Linked DNA regions of Sus scrofa: region 1 is linked to region 2. A link is a contact called in public promoter capture Hi-C data. All regions are on one chromosome and are shown on one strand. The core of a region is the stretch at or near the end of the contact, and the rest is flanking DNA. Distances in the headings are between cores, read along the strand shown. Region 1 holds the start of MAD1L1 (mitotic spindle assembly checkpoint protein MAD1). Region 2 holds the start of PSMG3 (proteasome assembly chaperone 3).

What was found. Promoter capture Hi-C pulls out the DNA fragments that hold promoters and counts their contacts.
Region 1: a contact with region 2 is called in a promoter capture Hi-C map of liver, with 7 times the contacts expected there. The contact joins the promoter of MAD1L1 here to the promoter of PSMG3 in region 2. A contact is called at or near these places in 1 of 5 promoter capture datasets (liver), 1 of 47 Hi-C or Micro-C datasets (epiblast stem cells) and 2 of 2 datasets of contacts at active chromatin or transcription factors (alveolar macrophages and skeletal muscle).

What each region holds. Positions count from the first base shown.
Region 1 is chr3:1,558,000-1,560,969 of Sscrofa11.1, forward strand. It overlaps MAD1L1 (mitotic spindle assembly checkpoint protein MAD1), which reads right to left and starts at 1,347. Exons shown (of 18, transcript XM_021085975.1): 1 at 972-1,347. MRM2 (FtsJ RNA methyltransferase homolog 2 (E. coli)) reads right to left here. Exons shown (of 3, transcript NM_001184754.1): 3 at 2,164-2,970. The coding sequence ends at 2,949.
Region 2 is chr3:1,053,290-1,056,067 of Sscrofa11.1, forward strand. It overlaps PSMG3 (proteasome assembly chaperone 3), which reads right to left and starts at 1,427. Exons shown (of 3, transcript XM_003124248.4): 1 at 1,397-1,427; 2 at 546-789. The coding sequence starts at 761. LOC106507351 (a long non-coding RNA gene) reads left to right here and starts at 1,502. Exons shown (of 3, transcript XR_002342192.1): 1 at 1,502-2,068.

The DNA of each region.
Region 1 (2,970 bases), core at 97-2,596, 500 kb after region 2:
AACCCTGGCCTTGTGCACCCAGAGCCTGTCTTCCGGAGGCCGTGGTTTCCACGCCCGGCACAACTCGGCTGTCCTCACCACTCTCCTTCAAACCACAAGTGGAAGATGGGTGGGACGAGAAACCAGCGAGGGGCGCTCACGGAGCTGCGCGCCTGGCGAGCGATGCAGGCCCGCGCAGCGAGGCACGGGGCTCTGCTCTGGAAGGCCAGTCCTCCATCTGCCAAGATTAGACCACTCTTCCCCTCCCGTGATGGTAAATCTGGCCAACACGCCCCCTTCTCACACCCGATGCCCGCAATACCCCAGCAGGAAGAGAACGTACCCGCTTTCACCTGCCCCGAACTCCGCTGCCCCACGAGGCGGCAGCTCAAATTCCACCCTCTTTATCCAAGCGACCCAAACCTTCCAGCGCCCTCACCACGGACTCGGAGCTCAGAGTCCCGGGCACCCTGCCTCTCTCCCGCCCTGCTGGCCCAAGGACAGACATTACAGGGCTCCCCACCGCCCAGCGGCCCTTCACACCGCCGCGGGCGCTCTCGCCGGCCGGCCGGCCAGTTCTCCACCTGCTGCCGGGCGCCTTCGCCAAACTTCCACCACCGACGAAACGCACGCGAGCGCGCCTCCCACGGGCCGCCGGCAGTGGGACCCTGGGCAGGGCGCTTGCCCCTTCCCACCGTTTCCCTGGCTGTCAAAGGCAGTAGCGGCAAGTCCCACGCCGCCCGGCGAGGACGCGCGGGAAGCGGGGAGAGCGCCGCCGGCCCCCGAGCCTCGGCGGGTGAGGGACCCGCTGCCGCGAGGCCGCCCCCTCGGCGCTCGAGACCCCGACCATTCCCAGCGGCCCTTCTCGGAGGAGGCGCGCTGGGGACGCCCGCCCGCCCAGCCTCGGAAGGACCCCAGCCTCGCCCCCGCCCGCCCCGCGCCGGCTCAGCCTGGCGCAGCGCGGCGCCCGCCGGGGCACCCCGGCCGCTCACCTCACCGCCTCAGCCCACCGGGCGCCGCCGCTGCTGCTGCTGCCGCCGCCGCTCAGATCTCCCTCTTCTACGCCCGCGCCCACGTATCGCGAGACGTGCGGCTGCGCTCTCGCGAGACCTGGGCGGGACCAGCCGTGAGCTCCGGATCTGCGCGCCTGCAGGTCACGGGGACTCCGCGTCCGTCCCCGGAGCTACCTACTCCCGGCAGAGGCCGCAAAGAGGGGACTCGGAACCAAAGCCGGCCCGCCCGCGGGACTCTCGTGGTGCCCCCACCTCCAGCGTGTCGGCTTCCACTTGGCGGCTGCCTTGCGCCGTATTGTGTGGAATAGCACCGTCCAACGGTGGCCTCTTAGAGCCAAACTTCCCTGCACTCCCTTTCCCCGGTTTTACCACTACGGTATTTGCTTGAGTTAATGCGTTTTAACTTTTCACAAGGCCCTCTGAAAAAAGGCCAAATGCTATTCTACTAAGCTGTCCTCACAAAAGGCTGCGCTTCTAAGCTGGAGCCGTCGGGGCGCGGGGACCTCGTCTGGGTCTCAGTTCTCCAGGGAGCAGTGGTCAGCCTGTCCCTCCTCGAATTACGGCCACCTGGGTCCAGCAGCGTGCCTCCCGCGCCAGCTAGGCGCCCGAGGGCCTGCACCGAATTCCCTTCTTCCAGAGAATAAAAGACACGTTAGTGTGGCCAGAACGAACTGGATGGGAAAGCGGAGAATGTGATAGTGAAGGCAGGACGGAGGGCTCTCCGGTCTTAACTGGCCGACTGCAAACGAAAACAAAACGAAAAATTTGAGTCTGGCCAGCAGCATCCTTCAGGGATCTGGACTCAGCCCTAGGACCCTGATGGAGATTCCTGGCTACCTCTCCCCTCCCCAAGCAGTCTTGGGATTTAATCATCGCTACAGTCAATAAACTCTTTTGGGGGGGGGCTTTTTTAGGGCCCCACCAGCAGCATATGGAAGTCCCCAGGCTACGAGTCGAATAGGAGCTACAGCAGCTGGCCTAGGCCACAGCCACGCCATTGCGGGATCTGAGCCGCATCTGTGACCTACACCACAGCTCAGGGCAACGCCGGATCCCCCACCCAGATTCGAACTCGAATCCTCAAGGGTACTAGTCGGATTCCTTTCCGCTGTACCACAGGACTCCCATCAATATACTCTTTTTAAAAAACTTTAATAAATAAATAAATAACTTTTATCACTCAATGAATTTTATTATAGTTGTACGATTATCACAACCCAATTTTATAGCATTTCCAGGAACTGGTTTTGAGGAAACCAATCAATTTAAAAAAAAACAAAAAACAAAAACTTAAAAACACAGACATTCATTCCTCTTACGGCCTATACGACCTTACAGAGTCGCATCACAACCCTGGACAGGGGCACGGAGGTAAGGGAACACACCATGTCGCTGCTTGCTTTGGCAACGACCTTTAAGTCTTTGGAGCCTGGAATATTACAGCAACATTTTCCAGTGAAAAAGCAAAGCACAGCCACCCCATGCATAATTCACACCAAATGTCTTCTCTGATTGTCCTGGGAACTCGTCACTGCTTCAAGAATGGATGTATTTCCAGATCATTCACCCGAGAGATGGGAAAAAATCCCCAGACTGAAGTTTCACATTTGTCCACATTACGCTGGGTAGCCAAAATACCACCTGGAAACTGCGGGCTGTTCTTGGAGGGAGGATGGAAGCCTGTTTCTCCGTAACACGCTCAGTCACAGCAGGAGAGGAGAACGTTATGTAAAGGTGTCTGTGTGTGTTTCTCTGCCTCCCACTGTTTCTGTCCTCCCCCCAGTAGGCCTTTTCATCTTTTTATCTTTGCCCCTCCCTTAGGAAAAAAGGTCCCCCATGTGTCCTTCCTGCTGCAGCCCAGATCAACCTCGGGTCTCCCCAGCCCCACGCCAGGGAAGAGCTCAGGCTGCATCTGCAGTGAGGAGGAACCAGGGACAGGAGAAGACACCCGGTCCTTCACAGAGCTCCCCTCCTCCCT
Region 2 (2,778 bases), core at 177-2,676:
TTCTTAATGCCTTCCTAGTCCCCCCGAGAAACCCGGCCTGGCTTCCAACCATTCAGTCACCACCTGGTAAGTTCAGTGTGACAGTAACTCAGGTTCAAAGAGACTCAGGGCACTCCAGTCATAAACGCACTGCTAAGGAGCATCATTAAACTTGTCCCTTTCGTGCTTCTGGTTCCTGTCTCTTCCGGCGATTTCTGCTCTGGAAGGACCCCTGAAAGTCTGCAGAGGCAACCTGTCAAGGCTCACAGATGGTCTTTCCAGAACGAAGCATGCACAACCAGTCATTACCATAATGTATCATGACAGGGTCAAACTGAGGGGAGGCCTACATCGCAAAATCAATACCTCCGCCTGTCTGCAGGATAAAATGCTGATGGGCTGGAAGCAGCAGCCACCAAGGGCAGGTGGATGCCCTCAGACGCAGAGAGGCCCCGGAAAATGCTGTCGAGGGCTGGTGGCGGTGGGCGTGGGGGCGTCTGCCCAGAGATGCTCCCCGTGTGTATTAACAAATTGTAGCCACCGGGCTCCCGCCCCCATCCCTTTACCTCGTCCTGCCCGAGAAGAACTTTGGTGGTGAGCACAGGCTTGCTGATGTCACTGGTCATGCTGCTGGATTCCAGGGAGACCAGGGTACCCATTTTCCCGAACTGGGTCACCACCACCAGGATGTGACTGCTGAAGGCTGTGCATACCACCTGGGTAGGGACGCCACACACTACCGCAGTCGTCTGTTTCGACATCACCAATGGTTTGCCTTCCATGGTTGGGTCTGTTCAATGGCCCCTTCAGCTTGTTAAGAATAAAGAGAGTAAATCAGCATCAGATGGCCTTGGGGCTCCAGAGTAAGTACCATTTGGCATTAAAACAGAAATACAAGTGGGCTCATTCAAAAGCCTGTATCTGTTAACCCTTACAGGCCTCATTTGCCCAAAACTTTCTAGATTCATTGAGTAGACACACTTGTATACATAAACTAGCCAGGCAAAGGAGGCAGGATGTCAAAATATGCTTTTCTTTCCTCTTCCACGCGCTTGGGGCCCCTGCTGTTAAGCATCACTGTGACCCCACCCCATCCCGAGGCTCTGAGTCCTGGGGCCCTCGGTGGTGCCACTGCCGGGGGGGTGAAGGGCTGAAAGCGCCGCAGGTGCAGGTGCAAAAGCCAGGCCAGAGCAGGTGGCCACGCTCCTGCCGTCCCTCCAGTGCGCCCATTGAGGTTCCGTTTTCTGCACTTGGGAAAACCACCGGCCCCACAGGAGAAGCAGCACGTCACCGAGCCAGGAGGCAGATGGCGACCGTGGCTGGGGCGCCAACCGTGGGGGCGCCCGCCCTCGCCTTCCCGCTCCAGCCTCCGCGGCCCCCTACCCTCCCTGCCGCCCGCCATGCCGCCCGCGCTCACCAGGCCGCGCCCGGAAATGACGCCGGTGGCGGCGCGGCCCCGCCCCCTAAGGCCCCGCCCCGCTCCCGAGCGCCAGACGCGCCCGCGGGCTCTGCGGCCCCCGCCGGAAGTGCAGCCCGCAGGGCTTCCGGTCGCGCCGGGGCCGCTGGGCTCTGAGGCGCTGGGCTGCCCGCCCGCCAGCAGCGACGGGCTGGGCACCGAGTCGCGCGAGGGGCTGCGGCCCCAAGCTCGGGAGCGCAGCCTCCAGCTTCTTCCCAAGGGCGGTCTCGCCCTTCGGCCCCTCGGCCCCTCGGCCCCGCAGTAGAGCGGCCTCCGGCTTCTCCCCAGGGGCGACCTCGGGCGCTCCTGACGGCGGCCCTGCTCCTCTGTCACCGGGGAGCCGCAGTGGGGTCCCTGGCCCCTTGGCCGTGGGTTCCAGGGCGCTGCTGCAAGCACAGGGAGCCGAGAGAAAACCAGGGCTGGACCGCAGTTAAGGCGCTGAAAGCGGGTTCCGCCCAGGGCGCTTCACAGAGCGCGCAGGAGACCCCGGTGTGGAGCCGGGCTCACCCCGCACACGGGTGGGCGGAAAAGAAAGGCGCACCCCGAAAGCTGAGCCTTACGTTTCGTGTGGCACACCAAGCTGAGGACCCGAGCCTGGGGCCCAGCATCTAACTGGGAGCCCGCTCCGTAGAGGTGAGGCAGGAGCCGGCACCTCCGGGCGGTTCCGCGCAAAGACCAGGTAGCTGGCGCGTGGGGAGGTCGCTGTCCGTTAAGGAACCAGACCTCTCCAGGCGTTTAGTGCTTGGAGTTCCCGTCCTGGCGCAGTGGTTAACGAGCCCGACTGGGAACCGTGAGGTTGCGGGTTCGGTCCCTGGCCTCGCTCCGTGGGTTAAGGATCCGGCGTTGCCCTGAGCTGTGGTGTAGGTTGCAGATGTGGCTTGGATCCCGTGGGGCTGTGGCTCTGGCGTAGGCCGGTGGCTACAGCTCCGATTAGACCCCTAGCCTGGGAACCTCCATATGCCGCGGGAGTGGCCCAAGAAATGGCAAAAAGAGAAAAAAAAAAAAAAAAAGAAAAAAGGAATTTAGTGCTTCTCCGTGAGTGGGGGGGGGGGGGGCGGGTGATGCAAAGTCTGGGCTCATTCCCATCAACCCCAAGTGATTTCAGCGTTCACGGCCTTCGTCCTCTGGGTGCACCGTCGTGGTGGCTGTAATGTGACAGCTTGATGGCTGCAACATCCTTTCTTCACTGATCGGTCGCGCGTGTTCAAAACCACAGGAGCCGGTGGGAATTTACAGCCGAGGAACGGCGTGGGGTCAGGGGGTGGGAAACTACTACGCGGAAACCTCTGGGTGGGGGGCTGGGGGTTTGGGGCTTCTAGCCAAGGAAACCTGGTGGGATTCTT